2 separate regions of the Hordeum vulgare genome follow, and region 2 is linked to region 1. A link is a contact called in public Hi-C data. All regions are on one chromosome and are shown on one strand. The core of a region is the stretch at or near the end of the contact, and the rest is flanking DNA. Distances in the headings are between cores, read along the strand shown.

What was found. A called contact is a pair of places that touch in the nucleus more often than the background predicts.
Region 2: a contact with region 1 is called in a Hi-C map of seedling, with 3 times the contacts expected there. The contact joins the promoter of LOC123449464 here to the promoter of LOC123449463 in region 1. A contact is called at or near these places in 1 of 6 Hi-C or Micro-C datasets (seedling) and 1 of 1 datasets of contacts at active chromatin or transcription factors (embryo).

Annotation. Positions count from the first base shown.
Region 1 is chr4H:552,778,369-552,783,132 of MorexV3_pseudomolecules_assembly, reverse strand. It overlaps LOC123449463 (cell division control protein 48 homolog E), which reads left to right and starts at 2,932. Exons shown (of 9, transcript XM_045126700.1): 1 at 2,932-3,081; 2 at 3,183-3,345; 3 at 4,047-4,275; 4 at 4,658-4,764. The coding sequence starts at 3,038.
Region 2 is chr4H:553,142,450-553,147,213 of MorexV3_pseudomolecules_assembly, reverse strand. It overlaps LOC123449464 (ras-related protein RABF1), which reads left to right and starts at 2,398. Exons shown (of 8, transcript XM_045126701.1): 1 at 2,398-2,613; 2 at 2,983-3,056; 3 at 4,131-4,214; 4 at 4,315-4,409; 5 at 4,596-4,701. The coding sequence starts at 2,589.

The DNA of each region.
Region 1 (4,764 bases), core at 1,683-4,182:
TGTGGTATATTTATTGTACTTATGTTCCTCTTTTTTAGATGGACAATATTGTGAATATTCATTATGTTGACAAAGAGGCATTCATGAATGTTGATATTTTTGTCAAGTATGAGGAAGTGTTGATATTTCTTGAGGGTCCTAGTTATGAAGAGGTTGTGGAAGAATCACTTACAAGATTAAAGTGCGTGGACACAAGTGACCAAATTGCTTTGAAACACGATGTGGAAGATGCCACTCGACCGCACAAATGCATATCAAGGGGCACCACACACGCCAAAGATGTTGGTCACGAAAACACATATTGCTCAAAGGGAACTGCCAAAGTACCATGTACGACCTCCAATTGACCTACATCACAACATGTCACTCTCTCATGCACAAATAAATCAGGAATTATGGCGAAAAATTTGGATAATTACCTGATTATAACTCAACATGCCAAGCTCGCTTATGTATGCCTTGTACCACCCCATGACGGCGATACTCGACACTTGGACATTAACCCATGTGTGTGCGATAGTGGGGTACCACTCATCATCCCCGTCAAGAGTCCACTCCAAAGGTTCTTCTGGAGCAATGGTGACATTGCGGCCTACAGGGATACGCTCCCACATCCAAATCTATAGGGCCCAAACGAAATCACCAAGACTAGATTTTCGCTTACTCCTCCTACATGCTTTCGTCCAACTGCACATTTGTACAAACGTTAAACGATCAAATGCAAACATCTATTTTATATAATGAAAATGTATCATAGTAAGCATTACATGACGGTACAAGAAGTCTAGTGCCGCCAACCCCCAACTCCACTTAACATCCCAATTACGAAGAGGGTCCAAGAACATCCGCGAGGCTGTGTCCCCCGTGCCATATGTAAACACCACTTGGGTCAAAAGATTCCATAAGTAAGCCCTGACGTACCTCTCCATAACATCCGAACATGCATCCTCTGGGCACTCGTAAAAATGTTCTCGTAGCCATGAGAACAACACACCGGATGGCCTAGGATCCTTCTTGGTTTCATGAATCCACGGTGGCGGTTCAACACCAACCAATCCTACAACCCGTTGCCGCCATCTTTCAGGCTTCACCTTCCCGGTAAGAGCCCTGTCCTTGATCGGTAGCCCGAAGATCATCGCAATATCCTCCAAAGTTATGGTCATCTCACCAAGAGCAAAGTGGAAAGAGTGCATCTCCGACCCCGAACGGCCCGTAAGGGCAGTAATGGCCGTCAAGTTCAGCCATGGTGTTGTGCATTTAAAGTTGAGCACAAACCGAAGAAGATCCCTTCTTCTAAAATAAGGCTTGTAGCGACGGTCATATATGAGAGATTCACGTGGGTTGTGGCCCCTCAGTCGAAGAATGGTGGAACAAAAAAACACAATTTTGTTACTTGTCTCAACTTGTCACAATATGAAAATCAAAAAATGTAGATACATAATTACCTTCTATCTTTCCACTAGCACAATACTTCTTCTCATAATAATCATCAAGGCCGGGATACTTATCCGCCTCAAACATTCTACATAATAAGTCTAGCAACAAATAATCTTAATATTCAACATAATACATTTTTAAGGGTACACCATGTTTCACCATGGAGAATAATCTTATGATTCAACATAATAAGTTTAGCAACAAACAAAACACAAACAACTAATTTTAGGGTTTCACCATGTTTCATCTATAATAATCAATCTTGACTGGGAAAAAATTGGAGGAACGGAAAGAGAATACTCCAAGCAACTTCGGGAAGATCCGATCTACTCCTTCTGATGGCAAAAATGGAGGTTTAGGATTGAATTTGGTGGAGAAGGAGCGAGGGGCGGAGGGCAGTTCGTCTGCCTGTGGATCGAGGAAGAAAGCGTGAGTGGTGGGTACCACCCGCGACCCCGCTCGACTTACTTAATCTAGGGCAGAAACGTCATTGATCCTGGCGTTTCCAGAAACGCTATCCAGATCATCGTTTCTGTCCTGCCACGTCAGCGAGCAACGCGTGCTCGGTCTGAGAATGAGCCAGGGCAGAAACGCTACCTACCTCAGCATCCATGGCGTTGTAAAAAAATCAAATCGTAAAATACTTACGTGTAGAGTTCAGTTTGTGACAAACATGACTGACAAGGTAAGAACAGTTATTTGAGAACGGACGTTTGGCTCCCGGGAGCCATGAAGGCCGAATTTTTTGAAAAATTCAAAATTCAAAAATTTTAGTTTCAAAAAATCTGAAAAAAATATACAACTAAACAAGGATGTGATCCTTGTACGTGCAAAATTTCAGGTCGAAATACTTTGAAACGCGACCTGTATAAAAAAGACAAATTCATGGTCTGAAATGATGAATAGTAACATGTGTTAAAAAGTTTTAGATTTGTCTTTTTTGCACAGCCCTCATTTCAACGTATTTTGTTCTGAAAATTTACACACTTGTGTATTATACCTTCATCTATCTATGTATTTTTTTCAGAATTTTTTGAAATATGAAAATGCAAATTTGCATGAAATTTAAAATTTAAATTTAAAGGTCTTCATGGAGCTCGGGAGCCAAAGGCAATTTCCGCAGTTATTTCGGCCCTTAATTGTACCGTTGTAGAGTACCATCATCTTGGAGATGCTGTGAAGATACCAAACGTGTCGACCGAGATCATCTCCGTCGCATCCATCCGATCGCCCTCGCCCTCGCCCAACAAACCACTGTTTCCTCCGCACGCACGAGGCGACCACGCCTTCCAGAGCCTTCCGGCATGGCCCCGCGGGACTCAGGCCCGGAGCCCTCACAGACCCCGCCAGGCGGGCCAGGGGCGTCCCGGACCCGCACGTCATGGCGTCCGTGTACAACTCCCGCACCGGAGCCCGAGCCGCGGAGGGGCAGAAAATCCCAAACCCCTCCGCGCACGAAAGAAGCTATAAATAATGGCCAACTAATCCCCTCTCTCTCTCTCTCTCCATCTCGCCCGCCTCCTTCACCGGAACGAAGGAAATCATCCACCGCTCCACCGCCGAGACCCAGCGGCGCCGGCGAACCCTCGATCCGCCCGCCATGGCCGCCCCGACGCCGCAGGGCGAGGCCTCCTCCTCCGATCCGTAAGACCCCGCACCGATCTAGGGCTCCTATCCTCCCCCACGCTTCCCGATCTGGCTGATTGTTTTGCTGATTTCTTGATTTGTCTTTGGGGCGGCCGCAGCAAGTCGAAGAAGGACTACTCGACGGCCATCCTCGAGCGGAAGAAGTCCCCCAACCGACTCGTCGTCGACGAGGCCACCAACGACGACAACTCCGTCGTCGCCCTCCACCCCGACACCATGGAGAGGCTCCAGCTCTTCCGCGGCGACACCGTCCTGCTCAAGGTGCGCGCCATGTCCCAGGCCTCCGAGTTTCTAATCACTTCATCTTACTTTATTATTATCTACTTACTGGCTAGACAGAGTGGCCAATCTAGTGAATTTAAGGTGTGTTTGGCCACACTTCTTTACTCACTGGGCTCTAGATAGCTGGTATATCTAGTATGCGATTAGATAACTTAGCTCGTTGGTCCGATTAGATAACTTAATTAATACCAGTGGGTGAGGAGTTACTAACTGCGGACTCCTGGGAGTTGAAAGCTTTCTCCTTTATACACTAGTATTTCCTTAACAGTTCCATTGCATTGCATGATGTAATTGAGGTACCCCTGTTTGGAATATGGTAGTATATTGATTGATGTGTATTTCTGTTTACCATGGAAACCGCAATGTTTGCTGCAGTTGGTATTTTTATAATTATAATTATAAGGAAAAGTGTTCGAATCATCTGGCTGATATAATTATAGCGTTCCATGATTCTGTGGGGCTAGACGTAGAGTGGAACATGTTTGATAAGTTTGGATGCTTCTTTATTGCATATTATACTCCCTCTGTTCCTAAATACTTTGTAGTCCGGGAGAACTAGACTAGTTCTCCACAACTACAAGTATTTAGGTACGGAGGGAGTAATTGTTACTATTATTTTAGCAAGCGAACTACTAGTACTTCATTCATGGCTTCTGACATTTAGGATCACTGTCTTACAGGGTAAGAAAAGGAAGGATACAATCTGCATTGTGCTTGCAGATGACACTTGTGAGGAGCCAAAAATCAGAATGAACAAGACCGTCAGGAAAAACTTGCGAGTGCGACTTGGTGATGTGGTGTCTGTTCACCAATGCCCAGACGTGAAATACGGCAAGCGTGTGCACATACTTCCTATTGATGACACAGTTGAAGGCATTACTGGAAACTTGTTTGATGCCTTCTTGAAACGTATGATTTCTTTATCACTGAGATATTCTCCTATCATTTGTCATGGTCAAGTCAGTTAACCTCCAGTGCTTAGCATATCATCTGGGTTCTAGTGAGCTGTTCGCAACTTTGTTTATACAATCTTGAAAAGCTAACACCTTTGTTTATGAGTGTAAATGGATCCTTTTTGCGGGCACTCGCATTTAGTTTTCAGCTGTCATACTAAAACTGCTAATTTTCCCATGATATAGTATTGTAGTCTAGCCTCTGAACTATCTTCATAGAAATAAAGAAACCCATAGTACCTTATGCTACAGTTTTTTGACGCTGCTGCTGATAAGGAACCTTGAAATGCCTTGCCCTGCAGCCCTTCTGTTAATAGTGTATTCATCTATTTTTTCAGCATACTTCCTTGAAGCTTACCGTCCTTTAAGGAAGGGAGATCTTTTCCTTGTGAGGGGAGGAATGAGAAGTGTGGAATTCAAAGTTATAGAGACAGACCCTGCAGAG
Region 2 (4,764 bases), core at 1,149-3,648, 360 kb before region 1:
TTTCACTTCCCGTCGCGCGAACCAACAAATTTGGGTTGAATACTCTACCCTCGAAAACTGCCTCGATCCCACGCGCTGGTGGGCTATTGCAAGACAATTTCTAATTGTTGAGCAATTGGGAGCATCTCTTTTCTGGCTCCGTTGCCGTGGAGGCATCAAGTCAGGAATAGTTGCACATCAACAGTGTCACACCTTTTGGATACTTATTGTCTGGCTTCATGACAGAGAATCAATAGGGACAAATCATCTATTTTTTTCAGTAAGGCTTGTCCACAGATTGTGAAAGAGGCAATCAATGGCTACGTGCATGTTCCCAACGAATCCTTGAGTGACAAATACCTAGGGATGCCAACTGACGTTGGACACTCAATAAAGGGATCCTTTAAATATTCGAGTGATCGTGTATGGGATAAGATGAAGGGATGGATGAGAAAGTGTCTCTATGCGGGAGGAAAAGAGGTACTCATAAAATCAGTGGCTCAGGCAATTCCGGTCTTCTCTATGTCATGTTTCAAACTTCCTAGAGGTCTATGTGATCATATAAAATCCACCATAAGGAAGTTTTGGTGGGGCTGCAAACAGGGGGAGCGAAAACTTGCTTGGGTCTCTTGGGAAATAATGACACAACCGAAATATTTAGGAGGGCTTGGATTTAGGGACTTGGAATTACTTAACCATGCATTACTTGCAAGACAATCTTGGAGAATCATGCAAGAACCTTCAACCTTGAGTTCAAGGATTCTTAAGGCGTCATATTTTCCCAATAGGACCATTCTTGAAGCTGAATTGGGGTCTCGTCCGTCTCAGATTTGGAGGGCCATCATTGAGGGCTCGGACATGCTTAACCAGGGAGTTATTTGTAGGATTGGTAACGACCGTACCACCAACATTTGGGAGGATAACTGGATCCCCAAAGAAACACCACCAAGGCCCATAACCTCACTAATACCGAACCCTCCGAACATGGTCTCAGATTTGCTGCTGTCCGCAAGTGCATCATGGAATGTAGACTTGGTTCGTTCAATTTTCTTACCAATTGATGCAGAAGCTATTCTGAAAATCCCGGTGTGCACCAGCAATGTGGAGGATTTTTGGGCCTGGGCTCCGGACAAGAAGGGTAAATTTTCGGTGAGTTCAGCTTACAAGTTCCTAGCAAAAAGAAAGCTTCAGCGAGAGAATTGGCTGGAGGGAATTCGAGGTTCATCGATTTTCGAAGTCGAAGAAAAATCTTGGACGTCCCTCTGGAGTCGAAAGGTGCCATCAAAACTCAAAGTCTTTTCGTGGAGACTCGCTAGGCACTCGCCACCTACGACCGATGTTTTACATCATAGGAACATGTCCACCCAAGATGCTTGTCCCCTCTGTGGGTGTGAGGATTCATGGAGACATGCGCTTCTTTCTTGCACAATGTCTAGAAGTGTCTGGGCATTATCAGATGAGGAGATGGTGGAAAAAATGGTCGACAATGAGGAGCCTAGAGCTAAACACTGGATGTTCGAGCTCTATGACACACTGGACTTAATCACTAAATTGGCGGTGACTCTATGGTCAATCTGGTATGCACGAAGGAAAGCGACCCATGAGGGTATCTTCATAGTCCTATGCAGACTGTAGCTTTTGTGAATTCCTACATCCATGATCTGGGGCTAACTCCGATCAATGGCACACGACAACCTCCCATTGTTCGTGACCCTGTTGACGCCGTGGAAAGGTGGCTCCCCCCTCGAGAGAACTATGTAAAAATCAATGTTGATGGAGCGATGGCAAGGAACAAATATAGATGAGCGGTTGTTGCGGTATGCCGTGACCTAGGGAGCTTACTTAGGCTCGTCGGCTGTAGTCCTTCAAGGTGTGTTTGATCCAGTGATTTTGGAGACCTATGCATGCAGGGAATCTCTATGGCACAGGATCTCGGTCTTGAGAGGATAATGGTGGCTTCATATTGTCAAGGGGTGATCAACGATATCAACCAAGGGATAGGTGACCCTCATGCAGCTATCATTCATGAAATAATAGGGTGCAAATCTAGCTTCCCTATGTGTTATTCCTCTTTTGAACGTAGAAATTTTAATTTCGAGGCTGATAACCTCGCCAAGTTCTCCTGTAATCTAGGATTAGGTAGACATATTTGGTTTGACAATCCTAATGACCCAAAGTTGTATCTATAAATATTCCTATTGAATCAATAAAGCTTGGCGAGTTTTCTAAAAAAAAGCTTGTCTAGAAAAAACCTAGTCAAGCATAATAAATTTCGGATTTACTCAAAAACAAAAATAGATTTCGGATAATAATAGAAACAATTAAAGGAACTTGGATTCCGCACGGCGTGAGACTGACAGACGGAGCCCGGGTGGGCAACGACTCCCCGAGCAGCAAAGCATCGCATCTCGTGCGACACGAGCACGACGACAGACAGAGCCCTCGACCGGACCAACAAACGAACTGTGCCTTGCCTGCGACTGCGAGCGAGCGAGCGAGCGAACCGAGGAGGACAGCGCAACCGCCGGATCGATCCGCCCCCTCCCCCTCCCCGCCGATCGCCACCGCTCCCCGTCGACTTCGCGCGGACCCGGCCGAAGGCGCCGGCCATGGGCTGCTCCTCCTCCGCGCCAGGTCGGTTCGCGTGCCCCTCTGCCCCTCCTTCTCGATGGGATTCGCCGGGCACGCTCTGATGCCGCTGCTGTGGTCGCCCGAGCTTAGGTCGGAGGTTCGGTGATGTTCTGTGGGGGGTTTAATTTGGACCTCGATTAGCGCCCCGGGCCACGGCGTCGGTCGTTCGGCCGCACGCACATTTTCTTAGTTTCTAGGGTTTGGAGCGCTGCTTAGTGGTAGATTTGTATGATTGCTTGGAGCGGTGCGTCCGCGGTCGGTATGTGGGTGCGTATCAGTGGGGATTGGGAGAGTTTGTAGCTGGGGCAGAAGAATTAGGCGCTTGCTCACTTTAGCGTCATGTTTGAGCACACACCTATTTTTGTCTTTCAGCTAGAAGCACTGGAGGGCTGAACAATATCAACGGTAGCTCTTCCGCCACCGATTCAAACGACTTGCGTGCCAAGGTACTCCTTCTATCCTTTTGGCTGCCTTTATTCACATTGCTTGCGGTATCAGCACAAGCAATTGTATTGTGGTTGTGCATTCGTACGACATTAGAGCCACCCCATTGTACGGTACGGTATTATAGACAGGATGGCCACTTTCCAGATTCAGATATACGAAATCCCTGAAACAGCATTCCAAACATAGTTCCCCCCCTGCAATCTTCAGTAAAATACATTAGAAATATGTTAATTGCGGTTGTATTGTCTACTTGTTTGTACTGTAACACCTATATTTTCTGGCATATGTGTGAAACATGAAATAATTTTATTGTGGAGAAGCTCTAGTATACAAGGTGGGAAATATGTAATTGCTCAGCTCAATATTTGAAATGTAGGATATCTTCGGTCGTACTGGACTAATTTGTTTATATCTGTGGCGAATGTCGAATGAAATAAAAGGCTGTCAACTGCTCTAATTAATTCACAATTGTTGTGGTCTAATGAGCATATCGGTACCACTATTCTGAGTAATACTCATGCTTCCAATATGTGCATACATTTAGCTTGTTTCGTGTGTGTGTGTTTTTTTTAATAGGCATAGTCCATGACCAAGGTGCTGCATTACGCTTGTTTGCATGTTATTGCAATCAATATAATCCACATGGGATGTAAGCTTTACCATTTGTTGCAGTTACATGCTTTGTGTGAAACATTTTCTCATTTTATATAAAATATGTTACAGTAGTCTTGTTGTTTAGAGCGACTCCTATTTTGTTCATTCTGTGAATGTGATTCTCTCTTGATAGTGGGACGTCTGATATAACAGAAGCAGAAATATTTCTGCACCAGAGTACCAAAAGAACAACAAACCAGAAACTAGCAAACCTACTTAAGAGAGCAAAAACCTGAGCCAAAAAGAAGAAATGAACTAGAAAGTTAGCAAACTTGGTAGTTGCTTCGTATTTATGCATATGGATGATTGCGCACTCTGTTTATGTCAATCAACCCATTCATTGCATTGTTGGCACATTTTACTGTGCCTAATTATAATTTACGACTCTGTTTGATGTTTCCATTGTCTTCATGCTGCAGTTGGTATTGCTCGGAGACTCTGGTGTTGGAAAAAGCTGCATCGTTCTTCGCTTTGTTCGCGGTCAGTTCGATCCAACTTCCAAGGTGACTGAGCTGCAAATGAAAATGTTACTTCCACCTTAGATCAATTCCCTCGCTCCACAGGCTCCATTGTTTTTTTTAACTTATTTGTAAATAATTTTAGGTAACTGTTGGTGCATCATTTTTATCACAAACATTGGCGTTGGAGGATTCGACAATAGTGAAGTTTGAAATCTGGGATACTGCTGGACAAGAGAGGTACATATCTGGTGCTCTAGTTATCCTATAACGTTAGGATCATGTCGTTGATGAAGTGAGAACATTGTTTATCTTTTCTCCACAGGCTTAGTAATATGTCGCATGAGTTTTTTACTTGGTTGCACCCACTTGCATTTCTTTTTCAACCAATAAATCAGGGCTAATGTGATAACTTTTCAATTTTAGATATGCTGCCTTGGCACCTCTTTACTACAGAGGAGCTGCTGCTGCGGTTGTTGTCTATGACATAACTAGCCCAGAATCATTTAAGAAAGCACAATATTGGGTGAAGGTAATCAATGCTAAGCCTCTTTATTCTGATGTTTTACATGTCGATTTTGTTGGTCTTTCCTTC